Linked DNA regions of Mus musculus: all the other regions are linked to region 1. Evidence: chromatin contacts called from public Hi-C data. All regions are on one chromosome and are shown on one strand. The core of a region is the stretch at or near the end of the contact, and the rest is flanking DNA. Distances in the headings are between cores, read along the strand shown.

Region 1 (2,911 bases), core at 122-2,621:
TTAATTGTGGCCAGGACAACTCCCTAGATAGGAGATCCTGGCCTGTATGAAATCGACGGTGAGCTGAGTCCTACTACGCATGCGTCCATCGCTCCGATTGTAGACATAACATGATTAGCTGTTTCAGGCTCCCGCTTCCCTACCTTGATGGACTTTCCCTTGAACTGGGAGCCAAAGTAAACTCTTTCTTCCTTAAGTTGCCTTTGCCAGTGTTTTATTACAGCAATGAGAAAGGGAGGTGTAAGTCAGCTTCCCCTTCCCCCAGATCCCAGGGCCTCCCACTTCCTATGGAGCTTTCTGGCTTCAGGGTGGGCTCAAGAGCTGGGGAGTGGGAGCTTTGAACAGATAAGCACAGTGGCTCCGGGGATGTGAAGAGCTATCTTAATCCCACTCTGAACAGCCCTCCCATGTAGACACATGTGGACCCAGGTATGTTTTAAACTATTGTACACCAATCTATCTATTGTGTGTTCTGGGGAGGGGGAGGGTACATATGGAGGACAGAGAATCATCCAAGGGTAAGGGCGGACCTCAGGGATATAACTCAGGTTGTCTAGGCAGACAGTAAGTGCCCTTGTCTGCTGTGTCATCTCTCTGGCCCCTAATCAATGTTTTTTGTTTGTTTGTGGTTTGATACAGGGTCTCAAATCAACTCCTGGACTGGCTTCCAGCTCCTTATATAGCTGAAGAAAGCCTTGAACTTTTGATTCTCCTGCCCCCATCTCTCAAGTGCTAGAAATAAAAGCATATACCACGCTTGGTTTTTGTGGTATTGGGGAATCAAACCCAGAGCTAGGCAAGCACTCCACAAACTGAGCTGCACTCCAAGCCCTAAGGAATGTTTGGGAACTTAGGAGACTTGTCCGGGAGCAGTTCCAGCCCTTCCTTCTGCGTCAGCGGATATTTGTCGCCTTTGGCTTTGCCTGAAGCCAGGAGTGTGCGTAGAGAAGTCCTCTCGGCTTAGTTCAGTCCCATACCACTGAGCGTCAGAAAGACGTTCCTGGGGGAGGGGCTGTACTTGGGCGACAGCCTCCTCTCTCCTTTCCCAGCCAGTAGAGCTGTTCTTTGAGAACCTCAGCTCCTGTTCCTTGTGGCCTGGGTTCTTTTTGTTTGTTTGTCTTCCATCAGATAGAAACACCATAAAGGTGAAAACTGCCTTCTATGGGATGGAGTTCTCAGCTAGGAGGGTCCTAATAGTGACCTCTGGAGTCAACCTTGGATCTTTCTGTTTCGTTTTTTTTAAGACATCAGCTTATTCCTGGGAGAGTTGGTTTCTCAAAGAATTTGGTCTCTGGGAACTACTGGTGACCACAGGACTGAATTCCTGACCACTGGTCCAGCCAGACAGCCTGCTCCCCTGGACCTGAGCCAGACAGGGCTGAGGTCTGATGCCTCCCTGGGCTTGGCACCCACTCCCAATCTGCTTCTCTTTGGGGCTTGGGAGGAACCTCCAGCCTGGCAACTGGGTCATTTCCCAGGACCCAAGGCTTCTTTACAGGGTTGGCACAGCCTGTTTTGCCCCTCAGGGGGTTGGCGCTTGTCACTCTCCTTCACTTGGACAAGCAAAGGGACAGAATTAGCTCTCCACTCTCACTCTTGAAGCTCTCCAGGCAGTCAAACCATTCCAGGGAGGGACCAGAGAGGCCTCCTGGGAATCTGCCCAAGGCCTTTTCTCTGGTTTCTATTGGAAGCAATCCAAAAAAAAGGAAGAGGAAAAAAAAAAAGCCAAAAGTGGGGTGTTGGTGTATTGCGGTGTGTTGTGGGGGAAACAAGGCCCCACCCTACCACCAAGAGAAACCATTGCATACTGGGAAACCAAGGTATCCAGTCCCTGTAGCTGAGGCAGTGATCATACATGCTTGCCCTGGTAAAGACTCTCTGAGTCTTGCTTATTCTAGCATCCCAGCATAGTCCCTTGAGGTTGTCACTACATTTCCAGTTTATAGGCTAAATGCAACTTCATGGACACCCCAATAATCAAAACATCTCTATAACGTCAGCCTACAGACCATGATACAAAAATACCTCAGTTGCTCAGAGGTGATCAGGAAAACTGGGGCTTAGCAGACAGGAACCCTCACACACACACACACACACACACACACACACACACACACACACACACACACACACACACACACACTCATTTCTCCCTGTCCACGAAGATGGACTCATCCCTGCCTCTCTCCTAGAAGAGCCAGGCAGAGGCACCTGCTGTAGGAGATTTCCAGACACCATAAGGGAGCTGAGGCAGTACTAACATCCCCCATACACGCTGGACACACCTATTCTCAAGGACCAAAATGCAGGTGACAGATGGCTGGGATGTGACTCCTTGTTGCTTGCTATTGTCTGATGTCACAGAAAACCAGGGGTCAGAGCTGTGTGGACAAGCCCACATCCTGCTTTGAACCCATCTTCTCATCTGCGAAATAAGTTCCCAAACTCTCCCTTTGGAAGAGTGTTTGGGAAGTGAGCCAGGTCTCTGCCTATGTAGGGATTGCTCAGTATCAGCATGGGTTCCGGGGCTACTACATCCTTGTGTTGGCTTCATTTCTAACTTTTCCTCATGAAGTCTTCTTCAAGGGCTTGGCAGCCCACATGATCCTCCCAGGATCTTTGTCAGGCAATGATCACGTGACCAGATTTGCCCAATGAAATGGGAGTGGAAGTGACATGCACTATTTCCAGGGAGAACCTGAAGAGGGCATGAGGGTAGACCAGTACATTTATCCCCTGGGAGCTCTCATCTTGGATAATGGCTTCTCAGAGGGAAGATGGTTTCATGAATAAGTTGAGGTTGCAGGGCAGACACTTTCCCTATAGGAAGCTACAGTGATCTGGGGATCGCATCTGGCTGCCCACCACCAAGTGGTTTGACAGTGCTCACTCTGAGCTGTTGTTTTTTTTT
Region 2 (2,836 bases), core at 30-2,529, 140 kb before region 1:
GAGTGTACTACTGTTGATCAATTACAGTGAGCATTTCTATAGTCCTAAATGTTAAGTGGAAATCATAAAGGTTCTGTTTCTTATTTTAGTCTGTGTTTGAGTGTGTGAGTGCCACAGTGGACACTGCCCTGAATGAAGCCCTCTGCCCTCTAGGTTCCTGTTGTCTTCACTCAGCATGGTGTAGCTGAACCCAGGCTTCGGACTGAAGTGAAGCCCATGATGTCACTGGATTATGCCTGGGATGAGCCCACCCTCCCACCCTTCATCACACTGACCGTTAAGGGCGCAGGCTCATCGGAGATTAACTGCAACATGAATGACTTCCAGAATAACCGACAGTTGTACTATGAAAATTTCATTTACATTGCTGCCACCTACACGTTCTCCGGGTAATTCTGGACATGACTGTTGATGCAAAGCAGAATATTCTAACTATTCACTGGTTTTATATTTTAGGCAGTTTCCGAAGAGACAGGTGGCAGCCGATCCCTTCTTTCTTTACCATCTCTCAGGCTCAGGGTCTACCTTGAGAGACTTGTCCACATCCTCATTTGTAGCTTGATCTCTCCAGTGTCTCAACTCTTTTTTTCTTTAAGGATCCCCCTTCCACCCTTCCTTTTCCGCTCCCCCACCCCCACCTGCAAGCATGGAGCCTAGCATTAAGCAACACTGACCAGCCTTTTCCTGGATGTTGAATTCCTGCAGTGTTTATCTTGACATTGGGCTGGGGATGTTTGTTTTGGGGTTGTTCCTATGGCACTGACCAATGTGACCTGCTTAAAGGTTAGTGCCCGAGAAACCAGTTCTGTCTAGTTCCAAGTCCCACAAGCTCCTTGTTTTCTCTGAGTTCCAGCAGCCACTGAGCTCTTTTTAAGGGGAGTGTCCTGATGGAGAACTCAAGCTTAGAGGTTTAGGCTGGAACAGGGAGGGAGAGGAGCTCTTGGGAACTCTGGCGCAGTGGGACAGTACCTGGACCCCATGGGTGGGTGGTTGCTAGGAGTTGGAACTAGTTTTTAATGTATGCCTCACAGGGTTGGTGTGCATTCTTGGAAGAATTAATAACGGAGAAGAAAAAAAATAGGGCTTTTTATTTTTATTTCATTGAGGGTCAGATTCACATAACAGAAAACCATTTCAAACTGAACAGTTAGTGGTATTTACTATATTTATCACTTTACCAGCTTCACCAAAACATTTTGTTTTCCCTGAAAGAACCTCCACTGGCACTTGTTCCTCATCTCCTTACTCCCAGACCTCAGCAACCACTGACCCACTTCACTTCCTGTCCCTGTGGGCTTTGCTAGCTGGGTAGCCCTTGCAGTTAGGATCACCTCCGTGACCGCCGGTGTCTGGCACCTATTACTGAGTTACTGAGTGTAATGTTTTGGGTTCAGCCACATTATGCCTTGTGACTCTGCTTTTTTGATGTGCATTCGGTCTGTGTAGGCCTGAGAAATGCTCTGGGCTATGTCCTTGCCCGTATGTTGGTAGGCGTCGAAGCTGTTTGTACAGCTTTTTGCAGGTTTTGTTCTCTAATGCTATGGGTTGTCTTTTTATTTTTTTGATGGTATCATTGAAAGAACAAAATTTTTCCATTTCAATGAAATCTAACTTGTTGAATTTTGTTATGCTTTTGATGACCAGATGACTAATTTTTAACTGAACTCATCAGTACTTTTTACAATAGTAATGACTGATGCAAACAGGCAGGTGATCTAAATTAAGCACTGTGCACATACTTCAGGGCAGGCTTTATCCATAAGCTGAAGTTCTTGGGTTTGGAGCCCAGTTCCCATATGGAAAGCCAAGTGCAGTGGCAAGTGCTTATAACACCAGCGCTGTGGGCACAGATGGGCAGATCCTGAGCCTTTCTGGCCAGCTAAGCTAACTGACACAGTCCCAGGTCCAACAAGACCCTGTTTCAAATAATAAGATATAGAGTAATTGAGGCAGATATCCAATGTGGATCTCTGGCCTTACTGAATAATGTATATACACAGGTGAGTTTACCCAGCCATATGTATATAGTCCCCAACAGCCTACACAAATGATGATGATAATGATGATGAAGAAGGAGGAGGAGGAGGGGGAGGAGAAGGAGAAAAGAAGAAGGAGGAAGAGGAGGAGGAGCAGGAGGAGGAGCAGGAGGAGGAGGAGGAGGAAGAGGAGCAGGAGGAGGAACAGGAGGAGGAGGAGGAGGAGCAGGAGGAGGAGGAGGAGGAGGAGGAGGAGAACAAGAAAAAAGATGCCTCAAGCAGAACAAGACTGCAACATTCCATAAAGCTTGGGAGTTTTGAGTCACAGGCCTAAAGTGGGGCGCGGTGTCTATTGGCCCATTCTTCTCATCCTAATGATCCCTTGGGATATCTGCCTTGGTTGTGCCATGTCTCCCTTAAAGATTTATGCTCATTGTTTCATGTCTTAATTTTGTGCCAATGAAATTATGAGGAAAGGGAAAATGCTTGAGTTTTGTGTTCTTAAAAATAAGCCTTGAATTGTGCAAAGGTAGGGGCAGCTCTAACTAAGCCTTTGTCCTGTCTGGCTTTCTCTTCTGTATTTTGTGAATTTTTGTTTGTTTTGAGACAGAGTCTTTCTGTATAGCCTGGGTTCTCTTTCTACTTCAGTTTCCTGAGTGCTGAGATTACAGCACAGGCCGAACTGTTTGTTCTTTAATAGAGATTTATGCTTTGTTCTGTGTGTACGTGTGTGCACTCATTTATTTCCTCTTAGTTTGCAGGAGGGAAAAGGAAGGCCTGTGGCTTCCCACAAGGCGATTACCTGTGCAGAACTTGTCTTGGATGTGTCTCCAAAGACGCAGAGAGTCATCCTGAAAAAG
Region 3 (2,991 bases), core at 103-2,602, 200 kb before region 1:
TATACAGATGTGCCTGCTGACTCTGGAGGGAGAAGCCTCAGGCAAGCTATAATTTCACAGATGACGGTCAAAGAGACCCTGGATATCCATTGAGGATTATGATTTAACATATGGCTTTGTCAGCCTAGGATGGGACATGGGGTGGTAAATCATTAAGGATATAATAGGTTGGGTATATTATTATTCCTCATGCATTCCTGTGGATATAATCTCCTCTCTGCGATTGGAAAGGTTTCAGGCCCAGTGCCACTGACTGCATTTTGAGTGCCCTGTGAACAGTGAGTTCAGGATCTCAGATTGAATGGTACTCTGGTACACTGATGATGCCAATCTTGTTCCACACCTGAACTTCATTTCATAAGGTATGACTGTGTTTAACGTCTCCTTTGCTTTCTTCCCTTTCAGATTTGACTTTAAGAAATGTAAGCTGCTCTATGAGAGTTTTTCCAACCAGACCAAGTCCATTAACTTGGTTTCCCATTCTATGATGGCATTTGACACCCGCTATTCTGGGCAGAAGCCCAGCCATGGCATGACCAATGTGTTCAACTGTATCTTTCAGCCCTCCAAGAGCAGCAGCGCCACCCAGGGCTCCATTCAGATTGAACTGCATTTCAGGTAGTGGAGGCCGATGCCAGCTCTGCCTTCCTTTGTCTGTCTGTGTTGTCCTCCACCCTGTATCCCTCACCTCCAGATAGGTCTCACTGTGTAGCCCAGTGTAGCTTCAAGTTTACTATATAGCCCGGGGTTTCCTTCCTGACTCCACTTTCTCAGTGTTGGGATTACCCCCACATTTGGCTCCCCAACTCTGCCATTCCTTATGGTGATAGTTTCTTTCATGGCCAGTGGGCCAAGTCCCTGTGGCTTTAGAACATCAAAGAGAAACTATGAAGGTGGGCAGTCACAGGCTCACAAGCATCCTGTTAACACCCCTGCTCACTTGCACTATTATGGATTCGCCAAAAGATGTCTCTGTTGCTTTAAAAAAAAAAAAGGAAAAAGAAAAAGAAAAAAAGGAGTTTGGCATTAAGCCAGATCCTCAAAATCAACCTCCTTGTAAGCTTTAATTTGTAAAGTGGCTTGGGGAAGGAAGAAATTATGTGAGTTTAAGGAAAAAACTCAAGCCAAAAAACCTTTTGGTCTGCATGAAAGAAGGGTGGTTTTGACCTGAATGCTATTTATTCCTGTCTGGCCGAGAGGCAGAGAGCGGAGAGAAGAAGGTCTAGAATCAGACAGACCTTATCCCCAAGATAGTCTTCCTCTTCAGAGCAATGCATCCTTCTGAGCTCTGAGATTGACTCTCTTTTATGGAATGAACTAAAATTCAAACAAAAACCTATGCCTCAATCCTTGGGCATGGGTGAAAGTTGAGTCATTCTGACAAGTCACTTGGCACCTCCAGAAGCTGCTGCTGTTACTGTTGTCATAGCTTGTGTGAGATTCTTATGACTTGTAGCTATTCTTGTACTTATATGGCTGGCATTTCAGTGTGCTGCTAAGAAGTTAGCCTTTGAAGGAAAGAGGTCTTGGTGTCGCATATGCCTTTAGGAAGCCTAGCAAAAGAGACATTTTAGTCCTTGTGTACCCAACAGTGGCAATGCTAGTAGCTTTCTGCTGGTCCCTGACTTGACCAGGCACCTTACCTACTGCTAGTTGAATTCTCCCAGATCTGCAAACACGGGCAATTTCTCTCCCATTTTACACTTGAAGAGATAGACACCTGGAGAAGGTCCAAGTGACTCTTGGAAGGTTACACAGCTTAAAAGTCTAGTAGTCACAAGTTAGACCTGGCCTTTGATATCAAAACTGAGTCCCCTTAACTCTCAGACCCTCTGGCCTCTGTCAGTGGCTGAGTGTAGCCTTGGGATATGATGGGTGTGTTTGGCAGCCTCTTTGACGATGTTTCTCAGAAGGGAAGGCTTCTGTGTGTCTGGTCCTGTTGCAGAGGGATAATTTGGTATTTGCTTTATTCTTATTGATCTTGTCTTCCTAAGTAGTCAGTTCTTTGACCCTCCTCATCATGGCTTTAATATACAGGAGGCCCAAAGTATTATTCTGCATATATACTAAAGGTATATAATTTCATGCAGCCAATCAATCAGTTCTTACCTCGCTCTTGCTAACAGAAGTGCCCTTGTTAGTGAGAGGAGTGAACTGCTTCAGGAAGAATTGTTCTTCTGTTGGGATTTTGTATGTCAAATATAAATCACTTCACAGTTTAAAGGCTTGAAATATTTTCCAGAAGCAGAGTCTGACACACTTACTTTCCAGTTAACACTGAATTCTGACAGTCTCTGCTCAAAATGGGCTGGAAAAATTTTATGGAGGGCAACATTTTTTGTTCATTACAAAGGGTAGAGTGTTTCTGTGACAAGTGCAGTGTGTGAGAAGGAGCTGTGTCTTGCCATGCCCTTTAAGTAGAGGCAGCGAGCCAGGTTTAGCAGAAACGAGACTAGAGAAAGTAGCCTTAGGCACGTCCCTAAGTCAGCCTTTCCCAAACAGGCTTGGAGGTGAGTAAATGTACAGCCAGAGCCAGGGTCTTTTTCATAAGCTCAACCTTCAGACGCCATGACCTGTCACTAGCCTGTCTCTGGCTTTCCTTCCTCTGTGTGCTAGTGTGGTAATAGAGCTGGCTATTGCCCTGAGGACACTGTGGCTTCAGGCCGGGCATGGGAGACTTTCTTGGGAACATTGAAGACTATAAAACAAGTCCTTGTGCCCTGCCTTTCCCTCTGCCCCATTTCCATTCTAGGATACGTACTATCCATCTATGGCCTTCCTCTATCCTCTTCTCAGGCTAGAAGATTGGAGTCTGAGGTTAGTTGTAGCTAAAGAAGCCAAACAGCATGGCATTTGAATATGGTGTTTGTGAAGCAGTCCTGAGCTTCTGAGAGCCTCATCAATCCTAGACCTGCCCATCAGGAAAGAAGCTGGTGTTTGAGGAGTACCTGCTATGTGCCTGGTGCTTTCTCCTACAGTGTTGGTATTTCT

The links. A called contact is a pair of places that touch in the nucleus more often than the background predicts.
Region 2: a contact with region 1 is called in a Hi-C map of bone marrow-derived macrophages, with 40 read pairs. The contact joins two enhancer-like sites. A contact is called at or near these places in 1 of 15 datasets of contacts at CTCF or cohesin (the NIH/3T3 cell line), 2 of 484 Hi-C or Micro-C datasets (bone marrow-derived macrophages and liver), 3 of 115 datasets of contacts at active chromatin or transcription factors (bone marrow-derived macrophages, embryonic stem cells and epiblast stem cells) and 3 of 9 other capture datasets (adipose tissue, embryonic stem cells and liver).
Region 3: a contact with region 1 is called in a Hi-C map of bone marrow-derived macrophages, with 27 read pairs. The contact joins two enhancer-like sites. A contact is called at or near these places in 2 of 484 Hi-C or Micro-C datasets (the AML12 cell line and bone marrow-derived macrophages), 5 of 115 datasets of contacts at active chromatin or transcription factors (bone marrow-derived macrophages, double positive thymocytes, epiblast stem cells and 2 more) and 2 of 9 other capture datasets (adipose tissue and liver).

What each region holds. Positions count from the first base shown.
Region 1 is chr4:144,928,596-144,931,506 of GRCm38.p6, reverse strand. It overlaps a transcript of Vps13d not described here. Among named protein-coding and RNA genes, the nearest start is that of Gm42344, 27 kb to the left of the region's middle. Within about 2 kb of position 1,371, at least 157 of the 459 cell types and tissues checked have an H3K27ac peak or open chromatin away from gene starts, as enhancers often do. A contact at or near this core is called in adipose tissue and bone marrow-derived macrophages, where this site is marked.
Region 2 is chr4:145,072,389-145,075,224 of GRCm38.p6, reverse strand. Vps13d (vacuolar protein sorting 13D) reads left to right here. Exons shown (of 70, transcript NM_001276465.1): 54 at 154-389; 55 at 2,731-2,836. Among named protein-coding and RNA genes, the nearest start is that of Gm36317, 110 kb to the right of the region's middle. Within about 2 kb of position 1,279, at least 19 of the 459 cell types and tissues checked have an H3K27ac peak or open chromatin away from gene starts, as enhancers often do. A contact at or near this core is called in bone marrow-derived macrophages, where this site is marked.
Region 3 is chr4:145,124,037-145,127,027 of GRCm38.p6, reverse strand. It overlaps Vps13d (vacuolar protein sorting 13D), which reads left to right. Exons shown (of 70, transcript NM_001276465.1): 30 at 406-618. Among named protein-coding and RNA genes, the nearest start is that of Vps13d, 69 kb to the left of the region's middle. Within about 2 kb of position 1,352, at least 39 of the 459 cell types and tissues checked have an H3K27ac peak or open chromatin away from gene starts, as enhancers often do. A contact at or near this core is called in adipose tissue and bone marrow-derived macrophages, where this site is marked.